Regions from separate parts of the Sus scrofa genome. Here region 2 is linked to region 1. A link is a contact called in public HiChIP or PLAC-seq data. All regions are on one chromosome and are shown on one strand. The core of a region is the stretch at or near the end of the contact, and the rest is flanking DNA. Distances in the headings are between cores, read along the strand shown. Region 1 holds the start of STX4 (syntaxin-4). Region 2 holds the start of SETD1A (histone-lysine N-methyltransferase SETD1A).

Region 1 (6,149 bases), core at 1,617-4,116:
GTGGTATAGGTCACAGGAATGGCTTGGATCCTGAATTGCTGTGGCTGTGGCTGTGGCCGGCAGGTACAGCTCCGAGTCAACACCTGGGAACTTCCATATGCAGAAGGTGTGGCCCTAAAAAGCAAAAAAAAAAAAAAAAAAAAAAAAAATCAAGTAAAGTGTGACTTTCACATAAACTGAAAGGAAAATACCCCCCAACACCCACACGTTCAAGGCCCAATATTCTTTTTTTTTTTTTTTTTTGTCTTTTTGTCTTTTTAGGGCCACACTAGTGGCATATGGAGGTTCCCAGGCTAGGGGTCGAATCAGAGCTGTAGCTGCTGGCCTACACCACAGCCACAGCAATTCCAGATCCGAGCCTCATCTGAGACCTACACCACAGCTCATGGCAACACTGGAACCTTAGAGATGCCAGGGATGGAACCCACAACCTCACGGTTCCTAGTTGGATTTGTTTTCACTGCGCCATGCCGGGAACTCCAAGGACCAATATTCTTAATGCACACTTCAAGGCTGCTCAGAGGACCTGAGAGGAGTCAAAAAGGACCATGAAACAGAGAGAAAGGCTCAGTTCTGGAAAGCTCCATTCCCAGAACCATTCTTCCTGGATGGCCCCTGCTCCTCATCTCCTCCACACACCACTCCCCGAGGCTTTGAGCCCAGCCTCTGACGGCCTCAAGTCACCGTCCCAAAGCCCTGCGGTCCCACCCAGAAGAGACCACAAATGAAAGGACGACCATCATAATCCTGGGAAATTTAACAAAGGCACCAACAAATCCACACCATAAGGCGGAGAGAGGTAGGTGGGACTGGTGGGCCCAGAGAGACCTGGAACTCATAGTAATAAAAGCCTGCAGAGGGAAGAACCCTTACCAGTTTATAAGAACCTTTCATGTACTTCCTAACTCCCCTGATATTGCTCAACTCTTAGCTTAGGCAAGACAGAAATGACCAGATCAAGTTGTCAATGGAGATAAGTTCCAGAGAGGGGCAATAAATGACTCAAGATCGCACACTGAACTAGGAGTTAGATGTCCGAAAGCCCTTCCAGTGTACCACGCAGAGACAGGGCCAGAGGGGTGCCAGGGAGGAGGGGCAGGGAGGCAGAGGCTGATGGGAAAGACCCAAGAGCAGACCTGCTCTTCCTCATGAGTTCCGGGGAACTCCACGGGCAGGGTTTGGCCTCCTGAACCCTCCTTCTTCCCTCGGTTGATCAGGGTAGCACTGTCTTCACTTCTTCATTCCCAACCCTGGGTGAGCTGGATTCTAAAGGGAAGAGGAGAAGGATCAAAGCCTTTTACATAGAATGAGACAGCTAGCACTTTTGACAATTTCTAACCTCTGTCACTGAACTTCAGCGCAGGGAATGCCCATAAAGACTAGCTCTCCCCCCACCCCGCCACTGCCACCCATTGTAGAGATGGAAGACTAAGGCCCAGAGATAGGAAGTGACTTTCCAGGAGTTCCTGTCGTGGCTCAGTGGAAACGAATTCCACCAGGAACCGTGAGGTTGTGGGTTCCATCCCTGGCCTCGCTCAGTGGGTTAAGGATCCGGCATTTCTGTGAACTGTGGTGAAGATCACAGATGCGGCTCGGATCTGTCATTGCTGTGGCTCTGGCGTAGGCCAGTGGCTACAGCTCTGATTAGACCCCTAACCCGGGAACTTCCATATGTTTGGGGTGTGGCCCTAAAAAGGACAAAAGACAAAAAAAAAAAAAGTGACTTTCCAGGAGTTCCTGCTGTGGCACAACAGGACCGATGGTGTCCCTGGCGAGCTCGATGCAGGTATGATCCCCAGCCCAGAGGAGTGGGTTAAGAATCTGGAGTTGCCAGATTTTCCAGAAGTCCACAGCAACTCAGTCACAGAAATCTAGGTTTCCTTATCGGGGCTTAGTAGAGAAGGGCCTTTCCTTCCTTTGCTTGACCTTCATATAAGTTCCTCGGGGAGAGCCCTGGGATCCAGGAGTCTTAGATCAGTCCTAGCCATCCTGGCTATGGGGAGACCCAGTGGCCTTGGGGCCTCCTCCTACAGAATGTAGATTTCAAAAAGCATAAGTCATTCTTCTCTGTTGGGCCGGGATGTAATTCTGGCCCTAGAAGAGCATTCTGCTCATAATAAGTGCCTAATGAATATCCACTGAATGAATGAACCTCTAGAGGGTCAGGTTTTGGGAAGTGTCACGATGAAAGCCTGAAGCCTAAAAGAGAGGACTAGGGAACCACACGCGTCATCTTCAGACATAGGAAAGGCTAAAGTTCTGTCCACAAATATTTACTGAGGGCCCACTAGGTGTTGGGATTCGGGTGAGAACCACACAATCACGCCTTCACCTCAAGCAATCACAGGTCACAGTAATGCGGAATTGTTTCTTTTTTGTGTCCTTCAGAGGGTAAACCCTGGTGCAAGGTGGGGGCGAAGGGGTGTAGGTGATATGCTGCTCAACATAATGGACTCTTTTCTCAGCCTGAGCTGTCCTGAAATGGTCTCACTGCTCAGAAGGTGGTGAGTGCGGCGGGACTGCAGTGTTCAAGCCGGGCGCCAGCCGCCCACCTGTCAGAAGCTGTGCCAGGAGTATGCGGGAGAAGAGCTTTCCGCCTCGGGTGAGGTCACTTCCCACCCCCAGATACTCTGCCTACAAACCCTGCAACTCTCTGACGCCGGATCTTATTCTTTTCCGAATTTCAAGGTCTCATGATGTGGACAGCCCCAAATTCTAAGTCGTCAATCTGCCCACACCCCCGGAACCCAAAAGGAATAAAGCCGAATTCAGCCAGGGTCCTACCACCCTCTGTCTCAAAAGATGTCTGGGGGTAGTCGGCGCCCCCTCCCGACTTGTGGGAGCCAGGGTGCCGAGGACGTCGTGGGGAGCTAGGTGTCCCGGAGACCGAGTTGACAGAGTGGAGACACGTGACAGTCAGAGCATCACGTTCTAAGGTCCAAGAGGCTGGGACCGGGCCAGTCACGTGACGCGGGGGGGGCGCCATGGGGTGATGTGAGATGCTGGGTCCCTAGATTACGTACCAATGACGCATTTCCACCTCTTTTGGCAACTAGATTTCCGTTGGAAGATGCGATAGTTCCGGCAAAGGGGGCGGGTTCTCACGTCCTGGCAATTTTGCTTCCGTTCGGGGAGCTGGCGCTTCCGACCTCCGCCTTTCCCTCGGGCGGGGAAGGGACGCGGTGCGGTGCGCATGCTCCAGTCATCCCAGAGGGGGCGGGGCTGAAGCTACGGGAGCGGGAGGGGGGTAAGAAAAGGGAGTTCCAACCTGTGGAAACTTGGGGGTCCCCGAGGTCGGCTCCTTGTCCTCGACGGTGGATGGTGTCAGGGATAGAGCCTCTGGCGGCTCGTGGGGGGCGGTTAGGGGTCCACAGGGTGAGGGCAGAGAGAAGTGTCAAGAGAGTGAGTGGGGTACAGGAGTTCCAAACTTAGAATCTCGAGGCCCTCTGGGCTCCCGCGCCGGGGAGAGGGAGCTCGGGCCGCCATGCGGGACAGGACCCACGAACTGAGACAGGTGAGAAGTCCGGCGCAGCGGGGTTGGGACAGGAGGACGGGGTAGGGTCTAGTTGGAATGCAGGACTCCTGGTCTTCGGGGCAGGGCAGGGAGGGGTAGCTGTGGGATTGGAAGACCCGGAAGCCCGTGAATCCCGCGGGGCGAAAGCAACAGCAAGGAAGTGATGCCAATGACCCCGGCCCTGTCAGGGAGATGACAGCTCTGACGATGAGGACAAGGAGAGGGTCGCGCTGGTGGTACACCCGGGCACGGCACGGCTGGGCAGCCCAGACGATGAGTTCTTCCAGAAGGTAAGAGGCTGGGGTCTCGGTCTGGATTCACGAGGGGGCTGGATGACCCGAGGTGCAGAGCGGTCTGGAGGACTCCCATATCTGCTTCAGCCCTCTCGGTCATCCTCCCCAGGTCCGGACAATTCGGCAGACTATTGTCAAGCTGGAGAATAAGGTCCGAGAGTTGGAGAAGCAGCAGGTCACCATCCTGGCCACGCCCCTTCCCGAGGAAAGTGAGTGAAATCGCGAGTGCAGAACGCATGCTCAGTCAGAGGGATTGTGGGGATGGTAGTTCCATGCAGGTGGTGGCCAGGGAGATTTGTTGAGGTAGGGGCCGTGCTTTGGGCATCATGGCTTTTTCTTGTTCAGGCATGAAGCAGGACCTGCAGAACCTGCGTGACGAGATCAAACAGCTGGGGAGGGACATCCGCGCAGAGCTCAAGGGTGAGCGTCTAGGAACTCAGATAGATACTTTGCTCTGATCCTGCCCAATGCCTGATATATCCGCGAGTGTGTGACCCAGAGAGGCCAGTGATATATAACCAGACCACACAGCAGGCCTGTGTCTCGAATCTCCATCTCCTGGCTTCCAGTCCAAAGTTCTTTCCACAGCGCAGGCCTGCCTCTCAGGTTCCCTTATTTACAATGAAACCATTTACATTTGACCCTTGACCAAGGTGGAGATTAGTGTGGCCACTGGCCCGCCCCCAGTCATAATCTGCAAACAATTCATGGTCCGCCCACCATATCCCAGGTTCTTCGTGGGTGGATTCACCAAAACGTGGAATGTGCAGTGGTGTATTCTGCATTTATTTTCTAAAAATCCAGGTGTAAGTGGATCCACACAGTTCAAACCCATGCTGTGCTAGGATCAATTGTGCTCCTACAATTCCTCCTGCCTAGGGTGCATCCTTGGTGCAAACAGATGACAGTTTTGTTCGGAGGCCTTTGCATACCTGTGGGAATTCTCTGGTATACTTATTTGCAAAGGAAAGTATACTTTCACCTGTCAGAGCCTCAGAATATCATTTTATGATCAATTCTATTTCCCCCAAAACATCCTATGGAGATTAACAGCTCTCTATTGTATGGCCAGGCAGCTGGGGTCCTAAGTCCCCAAATGAATTTCAGAAGCCACAGGTCAAACCCTTTCCTCTGCCAATACCCTTATATCTTCCCACAGCCATAGAGCCCCAGAAGGAGGAAGCCGATGAGAATTATAACTCGGTCAACACAAGAATGAGAAAAACCCAGGTGGGTTCATTATTCCCAGAACTAGGACATTTCAACAAGTGTTTTCTAGATAAATAGCTGGCAGATGTAAGAAGGAAGGGTGCCTAGAGATCCTTGGGTCCAGCCTGATGATGTTCCAAATGGGGAAACTGAGGCTCCGAGAGAAAAAGGACTCACTTAAGGTCAAGAACCCAGGTCTCCTAACTTCCAGTCCATTATAACATCCTGCCTGCTTCTTCTCCACTCAATGAGAAGTTGCTGAGATCCCAGACATGCTCTGGGCTCAGCTGTAGGAGATACACTTTCTAGAAGCCAAGAGGGGGAGTTAAGCTTGAATAGATGATAAAGACATAACTCAGGAAGGACTTGGCAGCTAATGGCTCTGCCCAGGGAAGAAGAGGGCCCAGTCAAATGACTGGGAGGTTCCCTGCCCATGTGACAGGGACATCCTCTGCTCCAGAGGCCGAAATCAAGAAGTCAGGAAGAGAAGAAGTTCCCGTCATGGCGCAGTGGAAATGACTCCGACTGGGAACCATGAGGTTGTGGGTTTGATCCCTGGCCTTGCTCAGTGGGTTAAGGATCCGGTGTTCTCATGAGCTGTGGTATAGGTCACAGACGTGGCTCAGATCTGGCGTTGCTGTGGCTGTGGTGTAGGCTGGCAGCTGTAGTTCCGATTAGAACCCTAGCCTGGGAACCTCCATGTGCTGCGGGTGCAGCCCTAAAAAGCCAAAAAAAAAAAAAAAAAAAAAAAGAAGTTAGGAAGAGGAACTTCTGGGGGTGGGGTATGGGGGGAAGGTCACTGAGTCACCATCTTTGTAAGGAGAGTTGAGGTCTGACCAGCCTCCTCTTGGTGCCCAGTGGGGAGGGGTTTTGCATACTTAGAGCTCAGAGTTGGAATAGGTGGGCCCAGAGCTCAGCAAAGACCCCAGATTGAAGACGAAACAGTTTGGGCATCTTGAAAGGGTGCAGCTGAAGCCGGGAGAGCAGCTGTGTCTCTGAGGAAATCCAAGGAATGAGCACATTTTATTTTTTTATTTTTGTGTCTTTTTAGGGCCACACCCACAGCATGTGGAAGTTCCCAGACTAGGGGTCAAATCAGAGCTATAGCTACCATCCTACACCACAGCCACAGC
Region 2 (5,553 bases), core at 2,828-5,327, 59 kb before region 1:
TGTAGGCCGGCAGCTGCAGCTCTGAATCAACCCCCAGCATGGGAACTTTCATATGCCACAGGTGTGGCCAAAAAAAAAAAAAACAAAAACAAAAACAGGTATAGGGAAAGATCTCTATTCTGGAATCCAGGTGGCCTTGGTTAGCATAATATTATACACATTGTATTGAACTGTCACTAAGTACCAGGCACTATGCTTAAGGCTTTTATGTGAATCATCTTTTATCCTATGGAGTAGGTACCACTACTAGGACCATTTTCCAGATGAGAAAACTGAGGATCAGAGATGTTAAGACACCTGCCCAGGGTTCCACAGCAAGCAAGTGGCAGGATTTGAATTTATTTATTTTTATTTTTATTTATTTATTTATTTATTTTTGTCTTTTTGCTATTTCTTGGGCCACTCCTGCAGCATATGGAGGTTCCCAGGCTAGGGGTTGAATCGGAGCTGTAGCTGCCAGCCTACGCCAGAGCCACAGCAACTCGGGACCCGAGCCGTGTCTGCAACCTACACCACAGTTCACGGCAACGCTGGATCGTTAACCCACTGAGCAAGGGCAGGGACCAAACCCGCAACCTCATGGTTCCTAGTCGGATTCGTTAACCACTGTGCCACGACGGGAACTCCAGGATTTGAATTTAGACAGTCCAGCTCTGGATTCCAGGTTTATACAAGCCTAGAACAGGGTCATCAACTCAAATGTTTGCAAAGGCCATACCAGCAGTATAGATGTCAAGTTCAAAGGGTGGGGTCTGTGGCTCTCAAGAGGCTCTCATGACCTATCCAAAGGGAGCAGTCATGACTCAACTCTAGCTGATAGTTGTCATGCAGGAATGTGGGCCTGGTGTAACTAGACCTTCCAAATTTCCAAGAGGATCTAGAAATAGGGATGTTTACATGAAATCTCTTGAGTTTTAGAAGTTGGCAACCTACTTAAAAAAGACGCACTGAGCCAAGCAAAACATGTTTACAAAACTGGCTTGGGTTTGTGATGTGCCAATTTCCAGATTCTGGCCTTGGACTTTAGCATTAACTCTAATAATAACAGCAAGTATTTACCTGAGCAAACTATGTACTTGACACAGTTTTTAACACTTGATGTATATTATCTCATTAAATTTTCACAACAATACTATAAGACAGGTATGTGTGGGAGTTCTCTGGTGGTGCAGTAGATTCAGGATCCACTGTTGTCACAGCTGTGGTTCAGGTCATTGCTGTGACATGGGTTTGATTCCTGGCCCAGGAACTTCTGCATGCTGTGTGCGTGGCCAAAAAAAAGAGAGAGAGAGACAGGTGCTATTATCATTCTCTCCTCCAGATGAGGACATTGAGGCACAGAGAGAACTAAACTACTTGCTCAAGATTACACGGATTGGGAATTTCCGTTGCAGCTTGGCAGGTTAAGAACCTGACGTCTCTGTGAGGATGTGGGTTCAATCCCTGGCCTCGCTCATTGGGTTAAGGATACAGCATTGCTGTGAGCTATGGTATAGGTTGTAAATGCGGCTCAGATCTGGAGTTGTCGTGGCTGTGGTGTAGGCTGGCAGGTGCAGCTCCAATTCGACCCCAGCCCAGGAACTTCCATATGCCGCAGGTGCAGACCGAAAAAAAAAAATAGAAAGAAAGAGAGATTGAGATTACACAGTTTGTGGTGCTGAAAACGAACTCAGGCAGCCCCACTCCAGAATCTGTGCTTTTTTTTTTTTTTTTTTTTTTTTGTCTTTGCCAGGGCCACATCCGCGGCATATGAAGGTTCCCAGGCTAGGAGTCAAATAAGAGCTGTAGCCACCAGCCTATACCACAGCCACAGCAACTCGGGATCCGAGCTGCGTCTGCTACCTACACCATAGCTCAGGGCAACGCCAGATCCTTAACCCACTGAGCAAGGCCAGGGTTGAACCTGCGTCCTCATGGGTCCTCAGTGGTTCGTTAACCACTGAGCCACGACGAGAACTCGTGCTTTTTAACTCCCATGTTATAACAAGATTTGTCAGGAACATGGCATCCAGCCCTCCTGATAGCCGAGTGGGGAAACCGAGGTCTGGAATAGGACAGAGTCTTGCCAAGGCTGCCCATTCATTCCCTCAACAGACTGCATGCCTTCTTTCTGCCAAGCACTGTTCCAGGTCTTAGGGATGCGTCAGTGATGAATGACAACAGGCAAAAAACCCCTCTACTGTTGAGGTTATGAGCACTCAACCCATCCCCTCTTGTCCCCACAGGTGGCCATGGTAGAGGTACAGCTGGAGAGCAAATACGAATACCCGCCGGGCCTGCTGGTGGCCTTTAGTGCCTGCACCACGGTGCTGGTGGCTGTGCACCTCTTTGCACTCATGGTCTCCACGTGTCTGCTGCCTCATATTGAAGCCGTTAGCAACATCCACAACCTCAACTCTGTCCACCAGTCTCCACACCAGCGACTCCACCGCTATGTGGAGCTGGCCTGGGGCTTCTCCACTGCCTTGGGCACCTTCCTCTTCCTTGCTGAAGTTGTCCTGGTTGGCTGGGTCAAGTTTGTGCCCATCGGGGCCCCCTCGGGCACATCAGCCCCCATGGTACCTGCCTCCCAGGTGCCTGGGACTCTGCCACCAGTGGCCACCGCCCTTAGTCCAGCTTCCAAGCCATCCTCTGCATCTGTAGCCCCGTCACAGGCTGAGCCACCTGAGGCCTGCCCACCTCGGCAAGTGTGTGGCGGTGGTGGTGGTGGGGGGGGCCATGGACCAGGCTGGCAAGCAGCCATGGCCTCCACGGCAATCATGGTACCTGTAGGGCTTGTATTTGTGGTCTTTGCCCTGCATTTCTACCGCTCCTTGGTGGCACACAAGACAGACCGCCACAAGCAAGAGCTAGAGGAGCTGAGTCGCCTGCAGGGGGAGCTGCAGGCTGTGTAAGGCTGGTGTTAGCCACACTGCAAGCACTGCCTCCTTCAGGGGTCTGACTGAGGCCTCAGGTCTACAGACCCCATTCCCTGCCCCTGCCTGGAGCTACTTCCTGTGGCCACTCAGGTAGAGAACAGATTTCTGCCCTCAGGGCCCTTTGGGCTGGGCCTTGGGGTGGCTCCCACATTCCCAGGGATTCTCCCTGTCACTCTGTCCCATGGGTTTTGTAAGCTCTACTGTGCACTTGGGCTGGGAGGAGCAAAGGAAGAGGAAGGTCCTCAGTCCAAGGCTGATGCTGTAGGTAGAGGGGAAGCAGGGAGATCCTGGTCAGACCTTTGGTGCCGACCCTTAGCCACTTGCCTCTACACAGAATGTGGAGGTCGGTTGGAGGGTTACACGCCCACCTAGCTGCCCCAGAAGGCAGCCAATCCTTGCTTCGCTTCTGTAGAATTTGTTTTATGGCTGGCATCTGGGGGGTTGCAGGGTAGAAGAGGTTTTCCCCATCCTCAGATTTTTTTTCCCTTAATTTTTTTTCCTTTTTGGTCGCCCCAGGACATAGGGAGTTCCCAGACGAGGGATCAGATCCAAGCCTTAGCCGATACCTAAGCTGCAGCTGCACCAATGCCAAATCCTTAACTCACTGTGTGGGGCCGGGATTTGAACCTACATCCCAGGGCTCCCAAGATGCCACTGATCTCGTTGCACCAGAGCAGGAACTCCCCATCCTTAGATTTTGATGGGTTGCCCACTCTCACTTTGGTTGCTTCAGAGAGGGATTTGAATGTTTCTACCCCAGGCATAGGTCCAGCCTTTCCAAGGGGGAGCCTCCCTATTTGGAGGAGGTTCAAGTGCCCGCTCCACTGCTCTAGACCCACACTTATGCTTTTATATCTGGTTCTCACTCTCCTGGCCCAGGGATGGGTGTTGGTGTGCCCAGCCTGACTCCCTAGCAAGGGTTGGGTTGGCATGTAAAGGAGACGGTCCATTCCAGCCCTTGGAATACAGAACTATTCTGACACTGAATTTTTGATGCACCTGATTTTGTATAATAAATTGTTTCACACATGACCTTCTGGCTGTGAATGGGGGGAAGGGGAGGCCTCCTTGGGAACTGGTGACTTGTTCTTAAGAGTCAAGAGGCAAGTGTCACTGAGGGCAGAGCAGGGTGGGAGTAGAGGGGAGTGGGTTCTAGGTATGACCCCTTTCTGGTGCTGACAGGGGCCAGTGACTTCTGAATGTGGAGACTGAGTTATTCCTTTTTTTTTTTTTTTTTTTTTTTTTTTTTTTTTTTTTTTTTTTGCTTTTTTAGGGCCACACCTTCAGTACATGGAGGTTCCCAGGCTAGGTGACGAATCGGAGCCACAGCTCCTGGCCTATACCACAGCCACAGCAACATGGGATCCAAGCCGCGTCTGTGACCTACACCACAGAGCACGCCAACGCCAGATCCTTAACCCACTGCGTGAGGCCAGGGATCAAACTGGAAACCCCATGGTTCCTAGTCAGATTCATTTCTGCTGCACCACAAGGGGGGACTCCTGAGACCGAGTTATTCTAAAGCTAAAGGCTTTTGCACTGTGGTTCCTGAGCCCAGGGTCTCCAACTCTTCCACTGAGGATTTAATATGTTCCTTGTAGTGTTAAATTACTTTTCTTGAGTGACTACTACATACTAGGGGCTTCTCCTAGGTAATGTTTTTCCTTTTCTTTTTCTTTCTTTCTTTCAAGGTAATCTTATTTAATCCGTTTATTTACAATCACCTCAAGAGAAAGGTCTTTGTCATTACCATTTCAGAGATAAATTAGCTAGGAACTCCTTTAAGAAGACTGAGGCTCTTGCCCTAAGCCACTTAGTCATTATAAACTAGGACTACCTTTATCACCATGCAGGGAATCTTTTGTTTGAGAAAAGGAACCAATATCTTTCAACTGGGACAGAAAGGAACCTGATCTCATAGCCTACCCTCTACTGTAAATTAATTTTTTCAACTTTTCAAAATTGTGAAGGATCCTAATCCTTTCTTAGGATTCTTTTGGTGTGAGACCTCGGACCTATTACTCTATTGCTATTACTTAAATTTGTAAATTTGGGAGCTCCCCAATGGCCTAGAGGTAAAAAAAAATCCCACCTTGTCACTGCTCTGCCAAAGTTTGATCCCTGGCCAGAGGAAAAAAAAATTGTGAATTTGTATGAACCAGGCCTCGAGGGCCCCTCCTGCAGTTTTAACACCTACAGTCGTCTTGCATGACAGTAATCAACATCCATTTTCAGAGAAAGAATCTGAAGCCTTAAGAGGTCAGTGACTTGGCCAAGGTCATACATCGAGGGACTCATACACACATATCCGGAACCTAGGGGATCCTTGGCTCAAGTACAAGGGCTACCTGCGAGTGCCATTACCACCCAGAGACCAGGATGCCAGCGTCCTAGCCTGAGAAAAAGCATCAGGGCGACCTCAGTCGGAGGGTCCCAGGTTTAAGCCTGGACTAGTGCTGCCCTCGAGCGGCGGTACTGCGTAACCCAGGGAGGGCCGAGGATTGCGCAGCTGAAAACGGCAGGCGCTGGGACCATGAAGCCTGGGGAATCAACCAGCCCATCCTAGCTCAAGTACGACCTAGTTTATCATTTTTTACAGGACTGGCTCAAGGTCCTTCAGGACCTACCAGGGTTA

Evidence for each region. HiChIP or PLAC-seq counts read pairs in DNA pulled down with a chosen protein or histone mark.
Region 2: an H3K27ac HiChIP or PLAC-seq map of alveolar macrophages shows a contact between it and region 1. The contact joins the promoter of SETD1A here to the promoter of STX4 in region 1. A contact is called at or near these places in 2 of 47 Hi-C or Micro-C datasets (liver and subcutaneous adipose tissue) and 2 of 2 datasets of contacts at active chromatin or transcription factors (alveolar macrophages and skeletal muscle).

What each region holds. Positions count from the first base shown.
Region 1 is chr3:17,428,094-17,434,242 of Sscrofa11.1, reverse strand. STX4 (syntaxin-4) reads left to right here and starts at 2,866. Exons shown (of 11, transcript XM_021086404.1): 1 at 2,866-3,514; 2 at 3,703-3,804; 3 at 3,917-4,016; 4 at 4,153-4,227; 5 at 4,967-5,037. The coding sequence starts at 3,485. LOC102167315 (a long non-coding RNA gene) reads right to left here and starts at 3,162. Exons shown (of 3, transcript XR_001303274.2): 1 at 3,024-3,162; 2 at 1,137-1,266.
Region 2 is chr3:17,488,921-17,494,473 of Sscrofa11.1, reverse strand. SETD1A (histone-lysine N-methyltransferase SETD1A) reads left to right here and starts at 4,077. Exons shown (of 21, transcript XM_021086406.1): 1 at 4,077-5,553. It overlaps ORAI3 (protein orai-3), which reads left to right. Exons shown (of 2, transcript XM_003481021.4): 2 at 2,226-3,950. The coding sequence ends at 2,894.